2 separate regions of the Rattus norvegicus genome follow, and region 2 is linked to region 1. Evidence: chromatin contacts called from public Hi-C data. All regions are on one chromosome and are shown on one strand. Each heading gives the region's core, a stretch centred on a gene start, on an enhancer-like site or on the middle of the called end of the contact. The rest is flanking DNA. Distances are from core to core; before and after follow the strand shown.

What was found. Hi-C and Micro-C count contacts between places; a contact is called where the count stands out from the background.
Region 2: a contact with region 1 is called in a Hi-C map of liver, with 2.4 times the contacts expected there. The contact joins the enhancer-like site here to the promoter of LOC134480387 in region 1. A contact is called at or near these places in 2 of 12 Hi-C or Micro-C datasets (kidney and liver).

What each region holds. Positions count from the first base shown.
Region 1 is chr9:83,904,295-83,909,296 of GRCr8, forward strand. It overlaps LOC134480387, which reads left to right and starts at 1,918. Exons shown (of 2, transcript XM_063267911.1): 1 at 1,918-2,514; 2 at 3,256-3,596. The coding sequence starts at 1,918. The coding sequence ends at 3,561. Mir375 (microRNA 375) reads right to left here and starts at 2,362; the gene lies at 2,288-2,362. Cfap65 (cilia and flagella associated protein 65) reads right to left here. Exons shown (of 32, transcript XM_039084650.2): 30 at 4,564-5,002; 31 at 3,855-3,992; 32 at 3,588-3,755. The coding sequence ends at 3,647. It also overlaps a transcript of Cryba2 not described here.
Region 2 is chr9:84,031,622-84,036,623 of GRCr8, forward strand. The region is part of intron 5 of Nhej1 (nonhomologous end-joining factor 1); the gene reads right to left. Among named protein-coding and RNA genes, the nearest start is that of Atp5mc2l1, 36 kb to the left of the region's middle. Within about 2 kb of position 2,405, at least 6 of the 93 cell types and tissues checked have an H3K27ac peak or open chromatin away from gene starts, as enhancers often do. A contact at or near this core is called in liver, where this site is marked.

The sequences.
Region 1 (5,002 bases), core at 668-3,167:
CCTCTGTCCACTGAACTTCTAACTCCCATCTCCTGTTCTTTCACAAGATGCCCCCCTCTCTGGATGTGCGTGTGTGCACGCATGTGTGCATGTGTCTGGTTTCTCTCTGATTGTCTCTGCCTCTAGTTCCCCTAGGTCTTGCCTCCACTGTCTGCTGGTTATGTTGCTTCCCCTGCCCTGCCCGAGTGGCTCCCCTCTGCTTCGTAGGCTCTGAGCTACACTAACCGCCTTTTGCCTGGTCATCAAGTCTCTTTCTCAGCCTTCCCATTGCCCTTTCTTCTCTGCTGTCCCCCAGCCCCCATCTTTTCCCTCAGGGCAGCACTTCAATTGATCATCCCTTCCCTCTTTCCCCTCACCGCTACCTGTTCCCTCCCCTTACCAGGAGTGCTGACAGGGAAGACAGGAAGCAGGCTCTGGCTTGGAGCAGGAAGGGGGAGGGTCAGCCCGCACACCAGCTGCTCAGTCCCCCACCCCTTCTGTCCCAGCACCTGCAGGCTTGCCTGGCGCCTACAGACTCCACCTCAGCCTGACAGGGGAGGAGGGACCCAGAGGAGAGGCCAGATGCCCCTTGATGGCCTGGAAAAGTGAATCTTGGAAATGGTTAGAGGGTGGGGATATGGGGAAGGAGGCTTGAGGAAGTGGCACCAGACCAGATCCTCAGTCCGCTGCGTGGTCTCTTCTCTGTTGCCACCCTACTTCCAAGGACTGCTTTTGTACCTTCTGGGACCATTCCCAGGACAGACTTCAGGTGTTCCGATGCAGGATCTGAACACCCCAAGGTGTGCTACCTGCCGCGACTGGTGTGCTGTCAAAGACCCAGGAAAGGAGAGCCAGCTAAACGGCTCGATGCCAGCAAGGGCAAAGGGGAAAGACTGTGCCAGAGGAAGGACCTGGTCACGGAGGCCAGGATGGGGACTACACATACCCATCTGAGGACACTTGGGTCTAGCCTGGCCTTGGGATGGGTTCACCACCCTCTCCTCATCAGAGTCACTTTGCAAATGTCCCTCAGGAGTGCAGAAGACCCTGTGGGGCCTCCTGGTAGCTAGGGATTTGGGCAGTAGAGCCCATGGTGGCAATAGGACAAGATAGCGGCTCTAGGAAAATTTGATTTATGATCGTACTTTCCGCTCCCCCCCCCCCCCCCCGCATTGCCTCTGTCTTGGTGTATGGGTTACTGCTCTCAACCACTGCTTCTTGACCCTAGCGGGAAACCAGCCAGGGGCTCCTTGCTGCTGGCTGAGGAGCCTTTGTCTACCCTTAACCTACAGCTGCCCTTTGTTGCCATACATTGTCATGAGGGGGAATGGGAGGCACCTGGAATCTCAGGACAGACTCACTCACCCCTGGCCCAGCCTCCTCACCAGGCCTTGTGTGGAGTTCTTGGTTTGGGCTCCTCTGTCAGAGTGTAAGACAATCCCTTTCTTTCAGCCAGGTCACAGTGGTTTAAGTAACTGAAATGGGGGTGGCCCAATCCAGATCTAGGTTGTGGCTAATGATCCATGGCCAAACTCTGGCTGGGCTGTGTGCTACCTAGACCCAGTCTAGCCCGTCTGACTGGGCTGCGGAGAATACAAGATTAGGGGGTTTGAGGAAGGTGGTGAGCTCTTTCCTGTGCCTGAAGACCTTGTTTGTCCATTTTGGTATCCGATCTCAGATATGATTGGACTGAAAGACAGACCCGAAAGGTGAAATTTTCCCGTGGCAATGGAGAGAGTCTAAGAGGTGGATTTGAGTCTGCACAGAAGACCTCAGATTACCACTCCCAGGTTTTCCACATCTCACAGCCCTAACACTGTGAGGTTAAAGGGTTAAAGTGACTCCGGCAGAGTGGCTAGGGGCCCAGGAGCCAGAATAAAAGGGTTAGTGGAGTCCCTGACTATTGTGAGAAACAAGGCTGACTGCCTCATCTTGCAAATGGGAGGACCGAGACGCTTTGATGACACTCCCCCAAGGCCACAAAATTCGCTAGGACAGAGCAGGACTGGAATCCCAGTTTCCCAGTTTCCACTTTCAGTAGGGGATCTGTACTGGACCTCAGCCGGTTCCGGCCACTCTGCTGGAGCCTGCTCAGCCCGCATTACCCTGCAGCTAGCTATGCCCGGCAGCTCAGAGTCTGCGGGCAGGGCAGGCGGCTTGAAGGGAGCCGGTCGTTCTCCCTCAACTTCCTTGGCGGAGGGGCGGGGACACCCTGCTCAGTCTCTGCGACCCATATGGTGGCGGTGGCGACAGCGGGCAGGTGTTTGCGTGGCGATCTGGCGGGCCCCGGGGCTTATGCTGAGAAGCCGCCCCTGCCTCACGCGAGCCGAACGAACAAAACGCTCAGGTCCGGTTTGTGCGAGGGGCTCGTCGCGGGGCCGGAGCGGAGGACCCGGGGCCTGGCGCAGTCGTCGTCGGAGATGTCCGGTTGATGAGCTTCTTCGAGTGCGGCGTCGCTCAGCGATCCCGCTAGCCGCCGCTCTCACCTGCTCACTGCTGTGGCTGACACGTCGGCGACAGCGGCGGACGCCCCAGGTGCACACCTGGCCAGCCCCTCCCTCCCAGGTCACCCGCCACGGAGTTTCTGCCCCTCGGCCCAAGCCAGCCAGGCTTGGCTTTGTCCCCAGCCCACGCCCCGAAGCTTGTGCCCGAGCCAGGGCTCTGAGCACTCTTATACTGCCAATTCAGTCCCCGCCCCTACACACACACACACACACACACACACACACACACACACACACACACACACACACACCTGTCCGGGGCCCGTTTGCTCGGGGCAAATATTGACTCATGGAGGCGGAGCACACCCCCCCTCCCCCTCTCAAAGAGCCAGCCTTTGCAGAGGCCTTGGCAGCAGGGAGGGGGGCCAGAGGGGGAGGAAAGGGACAGAGGTGCAGGGGAGGGTGCCCGGACCAGGAGCGCCTCTGGAACAACACCAGATGTCACTTTTCCACCCACCTGGCTCTGAGCTCAGGGAGGAGCAGAGGACAGGCTGCCTGGCAGGACTTAGTGAGAAAACTAGTGGTTTGTAAAGGAAGCTATTTAGTAACATCCGTAGCCCTCTAAACCTTGTCTTTGAAAACTGCCCAGATCATAATTCTGGCCTCTATGGTGTACCTCATTTTTTTTTTTACTTGTTTGTTTTGAGACAGGGTTTCTTTTTGTAGCTCTGATATCCTACAACTAGATCTGTAGACCAGGCTGGTCTCCTCAGTGCTGGGATTAACTTGGTGGGTGCCACCACCACCCAGCTTCGTTTTAACCTCTTAACAGAGTTCAGGGAACCAGGTTGGCCCTGGAGGTGCTGGTGAACACATGTGGGAAGATTCTATCTCCACGGCCACCCAGTTAGCCTACCAGGCCTCGGGATCCATTTTTGTCAATCAAGTTATACTGCAGCAAAGACCAGCTATGCCTCTCCTGAAGCGCCCTCCACTGGCCAGACTAAGAACAACGCCTCGCGGCAAGTATCAAGAATTCAAGCCTGTCCAGCGGAAATGCACCCTCCCATTTCTAAATGGATGGGTCTCTTCCAACAGCTCTCACCTTCCACATCTCTCAACATACTTCTTTCCCTAGGCAGGGGGAAATAAAATCCAGATAGATTAGGGTGTAGAACTAAACGGTTTACTTGCAGAACAGTAAAAAGGGACCAGGGGCAAATCTAGGCAGTCATGTAAGAGGGGCTGGATGCTGACACCAGCAAACAGTCAGGATGCTGTATCCCAGAGCAGAGAACTTCCCCTTGTGACATCTGCAGCAGCGTATCTGCCCTGCAAGAGAGAGGAATGAAGGTGAGGCTTTCAATCATATCTGAATGCCTCTCCTGGCTTGCACCCCTCCAACCAATGAGAGTTACCCCAAGCCCTAACCTGTTCATGCTGACTGGTGGTAGGGCAATGATGCGGGGCCTCGAGGTGAGCACCACCTCTCCACGGCTTGCCTCTACCAGTATGTTCTGGATCATGTTCTCCAGTATTGCTTCCTGCAGGTTGGCAAAAGCTGGTAGCCTGGGAGGACGGTGTTATTCTTGTTATTGCGGTTACAGACCTGCAAGCCACCTCTCCACTTAGCTGTGTGCACTGGGCTTTGCACAGGTTCCCCCGGCTCTGGGGGGCATTCCATTGCAATTTCATCGATGCTAGTTGGGCGGCTAAGATTCAAACCTAGGTGATGTACTTGCAATCCCAGAGCCCATTTTAGAAGATGGTAGTGATGAGAAGATGCACAAGAGGCTATGTGGGGCCAAGGAATCCTAAAGGGACAGAATCCACTCTCCCCCAAAGAGGCCCCAGGAGACAGTGGTATCTGAGGTAGTGGTACTTATTCTCTCATCCTAAATGTCCACTGAAGATGGCCACGCCACACCCCATAATGCTGTGCTGGTAAACACTACCAATCAGGTATCACACACTACGCAAAGCTGGGTCCTGCTCTTCTGAAAATCCTCCCACCCAAATCTTACACTATGCCAAGGAGTTGTCACTAGAACCAGAGTTAGGAAGAGAGCCACACACAAGTCGGGGTCAGCCTCAGTGTCAGCTCCTTCCCAGTCTTCCTCTGGTTCCTACCACTGCTCACCTCCCAATGGCTTCTTTCTCATCGTTTTCTGTCTCCTCCTTTATTATGGCTTTCAGGTCCTGTTGCCACTGCCACTGCAGCGACTGCTGGGATGTGTCTGTGGCCTTCATCCCCGACCAGGTCGTCTTCGGTTCCTTGTCTACGTCCTCTTCCTCCTTGCTCAACTCTTCCATTTCCTCCTCTTCCTCCTCTGCCTCCTCTTCCTCCTCTGCCTCCTCTTCCTCCTCCTCTTCCTCTTCACCATCCTCTTGCCCTGCTGCCATCTTCCCATAAAGGTCCTCCTCCGGCTCTTTGCTTTTCCCAACCTCAAAGCTGGAGGGCAGGGATAGGATCGGGACTAGGAACAGGCTGCTCTTCTGGGCGAGGAACCTGGCTGACTGCTCATTCCAGAACTGGCAGAAGTAAGGCACCTGCTCCACCAGGCTTTGGTCCACAGCAT
Region 2 (5,002 bases), core at 1,155-3,654, 130 kb after region 1:
GGGGTTTGCCTCTGTGCAAACATGGGCACGTGGGCAATTAAGAAAAGACTAAACATGTGCCTCACATCCTTGGCCTTGGAGGCTCTGTTAGCTGCTACCCAGGTAGGAATCCCTAATTCTCATGCTTTGCAAATTAGGATACAGAAGCTAAATCACACACAATTCAGGAAGAATAAAAAAAGCTTTGGTACAAATACACTGACCTACTTCAACTGCTAAAGCAGAGAGCAGACAAGGTTCAAAATCAGATCACGCTGGAAAGAACCAAGGATCAAATACGACTCAAACAGTTAACTTTGCAGGTTATATATTAACAGTAACAAAAGATATACAAACTGAATTAGCAGACAAAGAGAAGGATGACAGGTTTAAGAGGAAAGACATTCTCAGGCTGAAGAGGTAAAAAATGTAAAGGGTGAATCTCTGTACCCATAGCTAGGGGTATATTTCAGTGATAGGGGACTTGCCAGGCATGCACAATACACAAGTTCAATCACAACATACATGTATGTATATATATGCATCATATACATATACATATACATATACGTGTGTGTGCATGTGTACATGAATATATGGTTTTATATATGTACGGATATGATACATCTACATATCTTGAGACAGGAGACATCAAGAAGAATGACGTTTTAAAGTAGTACTGTGGATCAAAAATAACCAAATAACTCTTACCTCTCACCCCAGGTCTAAGTTCAAGGCCTATTTCTACACCACATGACAGTCCTACTAAAAGGAAAAGCAGGTCAAGGAGCCTCTGTACTAGTTAGACTTAATACTAAATGAAGAAATTCTTGCCACCCTCACACTTGAGGACAAACTACTGGAAAACTGATAAAATATCTCTTCACACCTCTAAGTCGGTCTTGCTCAGAGCCTTGACCCCTTAGTTCTGTCTGAAAGCACCAACCCAGCCCCTCACACAGTCAGGAACAGAGGGGCCTGTGGGCCTAACCCACGCTGAGGTGCTGAGAGGCCACACCTAGGAAGGTGGGGGCTGCTCACGGGAGCTGTGTTCTGTCACACAATTACCATATTATGTGGTTCTAATAAAAAGAAATACTTGAAGTTTTATTAGTGCCATATAATAAAGTATTTATAGAATCTTGGGGGGGGGGGTCGGGAAATGGGCAGAATCAGAATTGTCAGTAACAACCTGGCAACAACAGTTCTCAGTGTCGGCCATCCAGGTTAAATCTGAATGCAGAGCCTCCACTGTGGGGGAGGAACAGCATGAACACAACTCACCACACAGACCCTTTCCCTCAACAGTGTGTCTCTGGCTTCTCTCTGACTAGCTGCAAGTGAGGTGAGGAAAGGCAAAAAGAATATGGAACACTAGCAAAATCAATGGGCCTAGGCCCCAAAAGGCTGGGAGACAGAGAAAAGGGGTGTCATTGTAAGAATGAATGGAAGGATGGCTTTGAAAGAGTCTATTCCAGACCTAGCCTAGCACTGCTCAACAGAGCTGGCAGTTCTGAAACCTGCCCATTGCTGTGCTCACCCCTTCCATAGACCACTCACATTCTTCACAAGGGTGCTACCCGGCATCCGCACCAGCACACATCCTCAGCTTCTCCCACAGGGCCCGTCTTCATATATATGTCCTTAGGCCACAGTATACATGCATGTAAGTGCATATAGCACACACACAATGCATATATGAACACATAAACATACACATGTACACACATGTGAGCGCATGTATGCTCACCGCAGCATGCTGCTTCCTCAAGGCGCAGACTGCCTGCCTTCCCTGGGCACCTTCCCAGATGAAGACGGTCTAGATAAAAATGTCTTCTGAGTCTACACTCCTCTTTTAACATTTCAGAATTTTCTATTACCCAGAAAATCTCCCTAAAGAGAAAGAGAAGTGAGGGCTGTGGCATTATTACAGAGGAGACTATAAACAGAACAAATATAGAGTTGCTTTATTACAAGGCAGTGTGGGGCTGGTGGCTGGCTGATTACAGGGAAACTCCCCAGAGCTCTCTACAGTCCCAAACCTCAATAAAGGGCAGACTATAGCTGCCATCAAGTGAGCAGCCGTCGGATTCAGGGCGCCCTAGAATCCCTGCAGATTCCAGTCCAGGATGTGATACCTGCCTTGGCTGAAGATAAAGAGAAAAGCAAACACAATCTAAGAGCCAGGACTGTGCTTGGCAAAGAGCCACCAGGCCATCTTCTCAAAGACAAACACAATTAGTTATGGTTTGGGTTTCCTGAAATCAATAGATTCCAAATTTCAGTAGAAAACAAACTAAAACAAAACAACTAGAACTCAAGAACAAATTGACAGATTCGAAACCCAGACATATCAAGAATAGTCCACGGGGGTGGTTAGTGGCAGGAGAGGAGCAATGTAACTGGCCGGACTGAAACAACCCAGACTATGCACAAGATCATAGAAGGAAGAGTGGGAAATCCACAGATCCTCCTTTCTGGGCTTCGGGCACACGGCGTCCCTTCCTGGGTGACTCACACTGGGATCACCTTCACCCCCTGCTTCATGTGGTGAAGTCCTCTTTATAAGGAGACACACTGCGAGCCTTCTCCTCCTCCTTGCCTGCGAGCCAGGGCAATTGCGTCACTGACCCTCACACACTCCCTCCTCTTTCCAGCAGCCACCACACAAGGGATCTTGTCTTGTGGTCCCCGAAATCCTTTCATCTGGGCTCCAAACCCACTGTCACCTTGGCCTTAAATCACTCCCCAGGAGACACTTGGGGAACAGCAGGACAGAGAGTGTCTGGTCCTGAAGGCTAGAATCTACTGATCCTGCAGGGCCATGCTCTTCTCTGCCCAAAGGCAGGACACAGGGATAAAGTTTGAACCTGGTGAGCTCTCCCTACAGACTAGGTTTCCCACTGAATTGGATGATAATACTCATCACTCCAGTTCCCAAGCTGAGAGATAAAAAGAGCTGAGAGGCAGCCCTCCTGGCTGGTTACAGGCTGATTCCATTATAAAGCTCCTCCACCTTACTTGTTTAGGGATTAAAGAATTGATAGCCTTGGAAGATGATTGCCAAATATGTGCCCACCCCCATTTCTGTTCTCACTCCACTTTGACAGCTGAAAATGTCAGTGTGTCTCAGACGCTTCTCCCAGATAGAGGAGTCCTTCCAATCTCCTTCAGTTCATTCCCATGTTGCATAGTTCTAACATTTTTCTTGACTTTCTGTGTGGGAATAATTCCTGCTTACCCATGTTCCTTTCACTTCAGAACCTGCACTTCAACTGGCAGGTTTACAATGAGACTTGACAGTAGTTTTCTCATTGAATATATCTCATTAGGACAGAGTCTTATAGATATGTGGAACTGTAGGGAAAGAGTTGTACTAGAAAGTGAAAGGATGAGGTCTCCACCACAGTGACTTGTAAAACTTGGATTCACTCAATTTCCCTAAGCCAAGTCTTAGTGGGCTTAACACAAAATAATGACTATGTAAATTGGTACCTTATTTTTATTTATTTTATTCATTTTGAGGCAAGGTCCCATTCTAGAGCCCTGACTGTCCTTGAACTTGTTATGTAGACAAGGCTGTCTTCTAACTCAAAGAGATTTGCCTGCTTCAGCTTTCACAGTGCTGGGATCAAAGGCCAGCACCACTACACCAGCTTATTTTTATTCCTTTTTATCTAAGTAGGTGATCGAACTCTTGTGTTGATTGTACTCAGTGCAGTCTGCCTATTTTACCAGATAGCTATACCATCATCAAGACAAAAGTCCTTTGAACACACTACAGCTGCTGGTAGGGGTAGTGTATGCCTGTAATCCTAGCACTAGGGAAGCCAGGGCAGGAAGACTGGTTTCTAGGCTAGCCTAGACTATAAGTAAGATCCTATGAAGAAAAAAGAGAGAAGAGGAGGGGAGGAGGAGGATGGGAAGAATTGGATGAAAGGGCAGAAGAGAGAGGAGATGAAATAAGAAAAAGTATTGAAAGCTTTCAATGGATCAGCCATAATAAACAATGTGCAATGTCCCTAGGGAGGGGGGCCACAAAAGATAGTAATTACAGTACGGTTGAGAAGGCTTACAACAGCAAAGGGGAATAGCAAGTGTATAAGGGAGGCAGAACGTAGGGGACCAGAGGACATACCCTCAGAGGAATTAACACCTTCACTGAAATGCAAACAGAGGAGAGGCAAACAGTCAGCTCCTGGCACAGCACTTGCTTCATGTAGAAAAACAGAGCAAGCTGAAGAAAACCTTTGTTGTTGTATGTGTGCCTCCAGCAGTGTCACAAGGAGGAACCCCCACCATGCTAAAAACTACAGACAAGAAAACAATGGGTGGGCTGGAAAGATGGCTCAATAGTTAAGAGCACTGGCTATTCTTCCAGAGGACCTGGGTTCAAGTCCCAGCACCCACAGAAAAGAATAGGCTCCGGGAACTGATAGCAGCTCACAGTGACTGAAAGTGAAGATGTGTGGGTGTGGGTGTGGCCTAGCTAGCATAAAAATGGCTACAGAAGTAGAGGTAAAAGTAATGCTTAGATTATAAAGGGCCTTTGACAGATTAGGGAATTTGGACTTTATCTTAAAAGTAATTGGAAGCCACCAATCTTTTAAGATTCTCTTTGGTGAATAGCTCCTACCTGGTTTCCTTTCCTGATTGTGGCTCTCCTGAGCTAAAGAGTATTAGTAAAGAAACAGAGGTTCAGGCTTGATCTGCTTATTTCTTTTCATCCTTTAGCAACAGAGGAATTCAGAGTTCCCACCTCTTTCCTCGTGAGACTCTCTAATCCTTTAAATGTTTGGTTTACTTTCCAAACAGGCTCCCTCTCCATGCCCTTATTGCCGCCCCCACCCAGCAAGGAAAGCCCTTTGATTGTGTAGCCAATGCCTTCCACCTCGCTGTCCTATTGACCTGGGCTCTTAGCCTCTTTTCTTGACTATTTCCTCACCATCACCATCCTCCAAATAGGGCTGTCAAGTGACCCTGCCAATAATCCACACTTCTAATCCAAAGCTCATTTCTTATC